Regions from separate parts of the Mus musculus genome. Here all the other regions are linked to region 1. The links are chromatin contacts, called in public Hi-C and promoter capture Hi-C maps. All regions are on one chromosome and are shown on one strand. Each heading gives the region's core, a stretch centred on a gene start, on an enhancer-like site or on the middle of the called end of the contact. The rest is flanking DNA. Distances are from core to core; before and after follow the strand shown.

Region 1 (2,960 bases), core at 218-2,717:
AGGATGGGATTTGTTCATAAGAGGAGGAAGAGAAAATGAAGCTGTGTTGTTCCCAGGAGCTGGGGGGGGTGGGGGGGGTGGGGGGGGGTTCCTTAGGCATAAGAAAGTTGAAGTCATTGGCCTTTGTGATTCCCAGGTATTGGAGACTTTATCTGTCAATCAAATGTTTCAACCACCTCTGGGTTTTAACAGCCAGACTCATTGGATGGAAAGTGTGTGTTGTGTTTTGTAAACTGGCAGTATAATAGGGCAGGAGGGAGCACCTCAGAGGGGCAGCTAAGGTGTTCCCCCGAGGGATCACCACCAGGCAACAGGCCTTGTACAAAAGGAGGTTTATTGGGGGGAATGGAGGGGCACCTGGAAAGAGGGAAAGGCAGAGCAACGAAGGGGGTAGAGAAGGACAGAGAGAGAAGAGAGAGGAAGGAAGGACAGAGAGAGGAAGAGGAGACAAGGCTGGCCAGGGACATGTGGGGAATTAGGAGAATAGAAGGTGGAGATAGAGAAGGGCACACACACATGAAGGGGGGGGCAGAGAGAGAGAAAGAGAGGGAGGGAAGAGGGAGTTGGAGTAGGTGAGCAGTCCTCCTTACACACCAGGTTGGCTTGCACCTGGCAGGCAGCTATGCAAGCTGTTGCTAGGTAGCTCTTGGGTGGAGCCTAGCAGAATTATCCCTAAGCCAACGGCGCAGGCTTTTGTAAATTAACAATGTGCAATAAATTCCCCGGGCACAGGGCCCTGGGTGAAGCTTAGCCAAGGACAGAGAGAAACTTGGCTTTTCTGCCCTCAATCTAGCTGCTGGGTTTGCCCCTGACCCACAGCAGTGTGACCTATCAGGGGTCTCAGAAACCCTGGGGACTGCAGCCACCTCTCATGGGATCCAGCCAACTTCATGGGCACCTGGCAGAGGGTAACAAGACGAGTATGTAGCCACCTGTATAGCTACTGCGTCTAGACCGGCTTATTCTCACTGAACAGCCGGGGGGCTGGTAGCTGTCCTGAGAAGACATCGGACAGATCCATGGAAATGCTTAAATCTCAAGGCTGCCGAAGCAGGGTGGGGGATTAACTTTGGAAATGTTGCTATGTAAATGGTTTAAATGAACAGTGCCTTTGGAGCAGCCTCTGCTGATCGATCTGTTTAACCAAAGGAGAGAAGAAAAATTGGTGACTGAAGCCAAAATTCTTACTTGGCACCAGCACAGAAGAACCTGCAACAGACAAGCCGGTTTGTCAGAAACCCCAGGGATTTCCGACTTACCTTTGTCCAGAAATGTCCTCTGCCTCTATCTACCTGTCTGTCTCTGTGTCGTTTTAGTTTTTTTTTTTTTTTTCAACTCTAGTGTTACCTCTTTCCTCTCTCAAACAGAAGCATTTGACATTATTTTGGGCGGTCATATAACAACTGAGAACAGTTGCTTTTTTTTTTTTTCCTACAGATACGTATTACTCTGATCTACCTATAGATGTCACTGTTCATTTATGACAAATCATCCCCGGAGCTCAGGCAATTACCTCGGCTAAAATAACAAGCGTGTTTTCTGGAAATAAAATAACCAGCAAGTACCGAGAGAGAGGCATTTTCTCTCGCAGGTGTCTCCAAATCAAAGCTGAGGTGCGAACAACAATTCACTCTTTCTCCAGGCCTCCCACACAGTGTTTGCTTCCAGAACTTCAGCACCGCAGTGAGAGCTAGCTCTTCCTGGCCTGGCAGTCCCTCAGCCCTAACTGCCTGACCCCATAAGCATTTCCTACTTGTTTTAGCTTGTGAAGGACGCTGGCGTTCTGAGAGACAGGAAGTAGAGTTATACTGTATTTCAATATAAACAAAAAATTCTGCTACCCATTGCTGCCTACCGAGAACACATATACCATGGATGTTGAAATGGATGGAATGTTTCAGTAAGTCTCTAATAATAAGGGAATGTAAGCACAGCATTTATACAACAGACAGAGACTTGTATATTCACCCAGTGACTCATGCATGATAATGGTTGTTAGTGCTGTTATTTAGATAACCAAATAATTGGGCTCCTTTATGGAGGATGATATGTTAGACATAGTCTATCCTTATCCATACATTATCTTACTTGGGTAAATGGTTTAAATGGAATTATACCATATGGAGTGATAACCCCTCTCCCCCATCCCCATTCCATAAACTATCTGATGGAAATGAGAATGAGAGACGATGAAAACCTCCCTTTCAGTAGCTGCTGAGGGCGACCCAAGAGGCCTCCCAAATGGTACAGGTTATTGCTGTCACCCATGGTTGCCTCCTGGAACTTGAAGGTAAGAGCCTGGTGGTGAAGACACTACACACTTTGGATACGGAACTCAGAGGGGCTGAGCTGGTTCTGACCTGGTAGAATACCCCATCCCTGAAGGCTGCCTTTTATAGTATTGCACGGTGCAAGTTGCCAAGGAGGAGGAACAGCCAGTAGTCCTACCCAGACGTGAAGTCTAAGAAGCATGTCGATGACTAGTGGGGCACTTGATATGTTATGGTGTAATCATGGCACGTACACCACAGGGTTAACCAATGGCTATCTCCGTGGATTTAAGGCCTGCACAATAGGCTCACTAAGACCTGTTCATGCCTGTAAAATCTAGCCAACTACCCACAGCCAGAGAGGTTGTATATTTGAGAAGAGAACCCATGCTGGCATTTTCCTAAATCAATATATCTTCTTACGGTGTCCTAAATTCTTACCATTGTACCCTTCATTGAACAAGCTTCTTTTGCAGAGCGTGGAAATGACTACAGAGATTCACTACTGCTCAAGATGCAGAGAACGGGTAACTGTGGTGTGCCCAGTGCCCACTGGTGTATCTCCAACCAACCCCTACACCCAAGGCTCAGGGAAGATCTATATAGAGGAGGGAGAAGGAAGGTAAGAGCCAGAGGATTTGGAGTTTTTTTTTTTTTTTGTTTGTTTTTTGAGATAGCATCTTATTTGTT
Region 2 (2,700 bases), core at 201-2,700, 590 kb after region 1:
GTGTGCTATGGTCAGTTTTAAAATTTAACGTGTTCTTTGGGATCTATGATGTTCTCGTCCTACTAAAGATAAACTAATAGTAATGACTCTCGGAGATGGATGGCATGCAGAATCATTGGGAGATAGGCCCCATTTTATAAAAGATGGCAAGACAATTGCTGCGAGCATGATTAGTTCTTACTAGGAGTAAAATACTTACTGTTGGGAAAGGAGAACTCAAACACACATATGTGTAATTCATACAGCTTAGCTTCCTATACCCAAATCCAGGGTCTCAATTCTACTCTTCGATGATTTGGTCAGGGTTTACCATCAAATTATTCAACCTGCTAAATCAACTAATTTTTCAACTAGATTAGATTGTTTCAAAAGGATATACTTAAGGGAGGCTAGAAACCCTGCATGGGGGAGGGGGTTGACATATTCTTCTTTCCACTTGGTAGATATCTATAGACATCGACACAACAGCAACTGTTCCACGGAAGAGCAAAACTCCCTCCTAGATTTGTCTCTTCCTTCAGCCTCTAGATTTGGAACCAAGATAAATAACTTCCTCGTGTTCTTGGAGTGGTCTAAACCTCAGATCCAAGAATTTTCACCAGAGAGCCCCCAGGCTCTCCCATTTGTGCCCTGACACCAAGAGGTGGTTGGGCCTCGGCCTTACCATCTGGTTCCTTGTTGCTTTGGGTTTTCCTTTTCATGTTCTAAAACTACACAACCATTCCCTATCTTAAGATCCCTGTGTGAAAAGCCACTGGGCTTTCTCTTCTCCAACTGAGAATGGAACACAAGAGGATTCAAACTTGAGAGTTCCACATACCACCCTAAGTACTATGCGGTAAAAAGGCTACGCCTGGGGTCAACAACAGTGGGCATTAAGTCAGAATCTGGGTTTTGAAGTGTAAGAAAATGAAGAAGTACAAGATAACTCCATTTATTTTTCTGGTGGATGGACACGAAAGGGTGCATTCATGGGTGTGGATGTGAGGTATGTCAAATGGCTATGTTTGGGGAACATACAAGCCTAAATTATCACATAAGCAACTTGCCTTGTATGTAAGAAGATGGTAATGGGCTAAAAGTGAAGATTTGAGACTGAGCTTCAGATAAATCTATTTAACTCTAACACAGCATGAGACAATGAGACAGAAAAGGCTAGAGAGGACACAGATGGGGCCAAGGAACAACATCAAAGAAGAGCTATTTTTAGGAGCCAGGAGGATGGTGTGTGTGTGTGTGTGTGTGTGTGTGTGTGTGTGTGTGTGTGTAACAAAGAAGAATCTGTCAAAAAGAAGGAAATTTCAAGAATGAGTCTCAATACTGGCTGCAAGGCAGAGGAGTGTAGGAAGTGGGTCCTGGAGGAACAAAGGGCCATCTCTGTCAATGCCTCCAAGGGCTGCTCAGCTTGCACCAAGTACAGTGATTATAGAGTGAGTAACTCTCCAAAAATACCATCTTCTAAACTGCCAGCTGTCCTGTGGGAATGGGACACGTCATCTCTAGTTCTGACTTAATAAGGACACCAACAGTCTGCAAGCAGAAATAGGAAGCACGCTGCCAAAATCGTGCCACACATCGCTAAGCCCAGCAGTCAAGATGGCCCATGCAAGCTTCATGCTTCAGACCCAGTGCTCTGGGAAAGGCTGCAGGAGGCCCTTCCCTCAGCACCTCAGCTCAGAAGCAGGTGAGCAGCTTGGCTGCTCCTACGGAGCATAGCTTCGCATCTATCCTCTCTTCACCACTTCTTCTTCTTCTTCTTCTTCTTCTTCTTCTTCTTCTTCTTCTTCTTCTTCTTCTTCTTCTTCTTCTTCTTCTTCTTCTTCTTCTTCTCCTCCTCCTCCTCCTCCTCCTCCTCTTCCTTTTTTTCTTCTCTTCCTCCTCTTCCTCCTCTTCCTCCTCTTCCTCCTCTTCCTCCTCTTCCTCCTCCTCCTCCTCCTCCTCCTCTTCCTCCTCTTCCTCCTCTTCCTCCTCCTCCTCCTCCTCCTCCTCCTCCTCCTCCTCCTCCTCCTCCTCTTCTTCTTCTTCTTCTTCTTCTTTTTGGTTTTTCGAGACAGGGTTTCTCTTTAGAGTCCTGGCTGTCCTGGAACTCACTTTGTAGACCAGGCTGGCCTCGAACTCCACCCACCTCTGCCTCCCGAGTGCTGAGATTAAAGGTGTGCGCCACCACCGCCCAGCCTCTCTTCACTTCTTGCTGGCACGGTACGCAGATGTACTTGGCTGCAACATGGAAATATTATCATAGGTTCCGTAGCTAGCAACAATATTTTTTCCTACAAAAGGCTTAAGATGAAGTGATTATCACAATTTCAGTGTCAGGGATTCTTCTAGTGAGAGTTGGAAGATAGGATTAGGAAACAATTAAGAGGCATCTGCGGAAAACGGCTAGCATCCATTTTGCTCTGCTCCTCTCATTTAACCATGCATGTACACAGCTCACCATTAGACACATGAAAGTCAGAGTCATTATAGAATGCCTTTTCTACTTCCACCTGGAGACCATGGTCAAGGCTTATGATGATCAGATGATCGAGCTGAGATTGGTGACATATGTTCATAATCCCAGCACTCAGAAGTGGAGACACAAAGATAGCCAGTGTGAAGACTGCCTGAGGGAGAGTGAGTCTACAAACAGACACACGACTCATATGTTCACATACATGGTGGGGGAGGAGATGGAGGAAGAAGGAGATGGAGAGGGAA
Region 3 (2,700 bases), core at 149-2,648, 890 kb after region 1:
CCCTGTTCCCTGAGTGTTGTAGACTATGTTGCTAAGTGCTTTATGTTCTGTCTCGCAGGCCCAACCGCCCCTCTCCAGAGAAAGCGCTGCCTCACAGGAGAACAGCTGGGGCTGAGAGGAGCCGGTTGCTACTCAGAGGAGCTAGGGAGGTGAATTACTCTGATGGAGCCTCTGCTTTGTGCAGAGAAGAAAATTATGTGCCTGGCGAACACAGGAAGTGACAGCCCGAGATTTGCTTTTTTTCTCTTTTTCATAGGTTTTTGCATTCAAAACAGCAGAGTAAATATATATTCTGCTTGGAGGCATTTTGATAAATTCAATTAAATATGCTGCTGGGCTGTGAGAGTCTGTCTCTCTCTCTCTCTCTCTCTCTCTCTCTCTCTCTCTGTGTGTGTGTGTGTGTGTGTGTGTGTGTATGTGTGTGTATGAGAGAGAGAGATCAACCAGTATTTTTTTTTCAAAATTCTTCTTTTTCAAGATTTTTCCTATAAGTAGGTTAAAAGCTTTAATGAACTATATTCTCAGTTTTACCTAATTTTCTCTCTGGTCTGATTCTTAATAAGTCATTTTGAACAAATTGAGGTCAGTATTTTACACTTATACAAAGCATGTCATTTTTCTAAATGGAAATTTGAGTAAAGGTAGACTGCTTTTTGTTTCTGTACATTCAAGGTTGAGGAGTTTTAAAATCCACTTAATAAGCGAATGACAGAATATTTTTATAAATGAGAAGGTACAGTCTTCGTGAGCCATGTAGTCCAGTTCCGGGTGTGATGCAAAGTGGTCCTAAGTTAAACAGCTGTTTTGAATATGTAGCACTCCTGCTCCATGATCTCAGCAGCTGGAAGAAATTACTGTCCAGAGAGACATGTGCGTAATTTGAATTAAACAGATGCAGGCTGTGAAGGAAATCAAACAGCTCAGGGTAATAGACGCAAACAATATTACCAAAACTCCAAGGAATTTTTATTTGTTTATTCCTAATGATAGCAAATGGTGTCATCCTTGTGGCATGGCATATCTATACCCATGAAAGGTTTTGGCGCTTTACAAAAATCTAAAGTAGGGATGTCAATTCCTGAGGAAAAGTTACACACATATGCATTCATAGTTCTCCATTTGCCAGCACTTTTGATACAATGTATTGATTGGCATAGGAGAGTTTCCTTTACCCCCTCAGTGTCACATGCTTTCTCTTGTGCTCTATCCTGTGCAAAGGATATCAGAGCAATTGAGCTGTACTTGATGTGGGTGGCAAGGACCAAGGAAGATGGTTAAGGTAATATTTGTTTGAGAGTAACTTAAATGTCATTTCCAATTCAATATACGTTTGACCCACTTTAATGAGCAAAAGCCTGCACTTAAAACTGCACACTGTTCATACATGGGTCCAGATGGTGCCCTTTGGAATAAAAGCACTCTCAAACAGAGCTTCCCAGGGAGCCTCCACATGCCCTAATGTAACAACATTTCTCCCAGATTATGCCATTTAATGTCTGCAGCTTTTTGTGTCTTGTGCAATTTATGAAAGTGTGTACAATTCAGACACAAGATTGGTGCTCATGTATCAGGTGTTCTGAGGCCTAACTTGTGAATGGGACAGCCAGATTTTTGATACATTGTCACTCTCCTGGACTTAATCAGTATTTTTGATATTAAACAAAAATTGTAAATGTTGACAAACATTTGGGAATCAACATAGCAGTTCTTCCAACAGCTAAACATAGTGCCAGATGGCACCATAGGACCCAGCAATCCTGTGCCTATACGTGCCCCCCCCACAATGAACATGTGCACACCACCTATTCATAGCAGTATTGTTCATGCTGAGACATACAAATGTCTATCAATTCATGAATGGGTAAGTAAAATGTTATAGAAATATATGTGATATTATTTAGCAATTGAGTTAAATATTATAGACATGTATATGATGAGATATAACTTGGCAATTAAAATGAAACTGACTCATGCTGCTATTACAACATAAATAAGCAAGGAAGACATGTTAAGTCAAAGCAGGCAATCAGAAGCAATACAGAATTAATTATTGCATTCATACCAAATATCCAGACAGAAAAGGCAAACAAATGTACAGGCATGGAAATGAGATTATAGGTTGCGAGGGGCTAGGAGGAGGAGGAGGAGGAGGAAAAGATTGCTTTTGAGTTTGGGGTTTCCTTTTGGAATGGACAGAAATGCTCTAGAATAGATCCTGACGATAAACTTACAACTGTGCAGACACTAAGAGCACTAAGTGGGTCAATTGTGTGCCGTGTGAATTATGTATCAATAGAGCTGATAAGAATTATCAACACACATCACAAATGTTTCATTTTTGCTCTTTTATATGAGTCCAAGTCTACACTTGTCTTCTGTTTGAGTGGGTACTTTTTTATTTTAATTATTTATTTAAAAGCTCAAGCTCTTCGGAAGTGTTCAAAAAAGTGGTTTGCAGTCACCCCCCCCCCCAGATACCCAGCATTTCCAGGTGTGGTATGACTTCCATTTCAGACTCAGGACCGAACCCTAACTAACCCTTCCAGGCCACCAGAGAGATGCCTTGCTCCCAGGCTCCTGTGCCCTGCGTCTTCTTTCTTGAGTCTGTCCAGCTCCCTCCTGGCTCTCATTGCTTCAGTTTTCTTTCTGTTTTGCTATCTTCACAGCTCTTCCCAGGGGGCTCATACACTGACTAAGTGG

The links. Promoter capture Hi-C pulls out the DNA fragments that hold promoters and counts their contacts. Hi-C and Micro-C count contacts between places; a contact is called where the count stands out from the background.
Region 2: a promoter capture Hi-C map of hippocampal neurons shows a contact between it and region 1, with 5 times the contacts expected there. The contact joins two enhancer-like sites. A contact is called at or near these places in 1 of 39 promoter capture datasets (hippocampal neurons) and 1 of 484 Hi-C or Micro-C datasets (cerebral cortex).
Region 3: a Hi-C map of cerebellar granule neurons shows a contact between it and region 1, with 2.0 times the contacts expected there. The contact joins two enhancer-like sites. A contact is called at or near these places in 5 of 484 Hi-C or Micro-C datasets (cerebellar granule neurons, embryonic stem cells, neural progenitor cells and 2 more) and 1 of 115 datasets of contacts at active chromatin or transcription factors (embryonic stem cells).

Annotation. Positions count from the first base shown.
Region 1 is chr17:11,971,363-11,974,322 of GRCm38.p6, reverse strand. The region is part of intron 9 of Prkn (parkin RBR E3 ubiquitin protein ligase); the gene reads right to left. It overlaps Gm46604 (a long non-coding RNA gene), which reads left to right. Exons shown (of 6, transcript XR_001782243.2): 3 at 1,438-2,892. Among named protein-coding and RNA genes, the nearest start is that of Gm52293, 58 kb to the left of the region's middle. Within about 2 kb of position 1,467, at least 30 of the 459 cell types and tissues checked have an H3K27ac peak or open chromatin away from gene starts, as enhancers often do. A contact at or near this core is called in cerebellar granule neurons and hippocampal neurons, where this site is marked.
Region 2 is chr17:11,384,246-11,386,945 of GRCm38.p6, reverse strand. All of the region lies in intron 4 of Prkn (parkin RBR E3 ubiquitin protein ligase), which reads right to left. Among named protein-coding and RNA genes, the nearest start is that of Gm41526, 250 kb to the right of the region's middle. Within about 2 kb of position 1,450, at least 23 of the 459 cell types and tissues checked have an H3K27ac peak or open chromatin away from gene starts, as enhancers often do. A contact at or near this core is called in hippocampal neurons, where this site is marked.
Region 3 is chr17:11,085,414-11,088,113 of GRCm38.p6, reverse strand. The region is part of intron 2 of Prkn (parkin RBR E3 ubiquitin protein ligase); the gene reads right to left. Among named protein-coding and RNA genes, the nearest start is that of Gm41526, 47 kb to the left of the region's middle. Within about 2 kb of position 1,398, at least 14 of the 459 cell types and tissues checked have an H3K27ac peak or open chromatin away from gene starts, as enhancers often do. A contact at or near this core is called in cerebellar granule neurons, where this site is marked.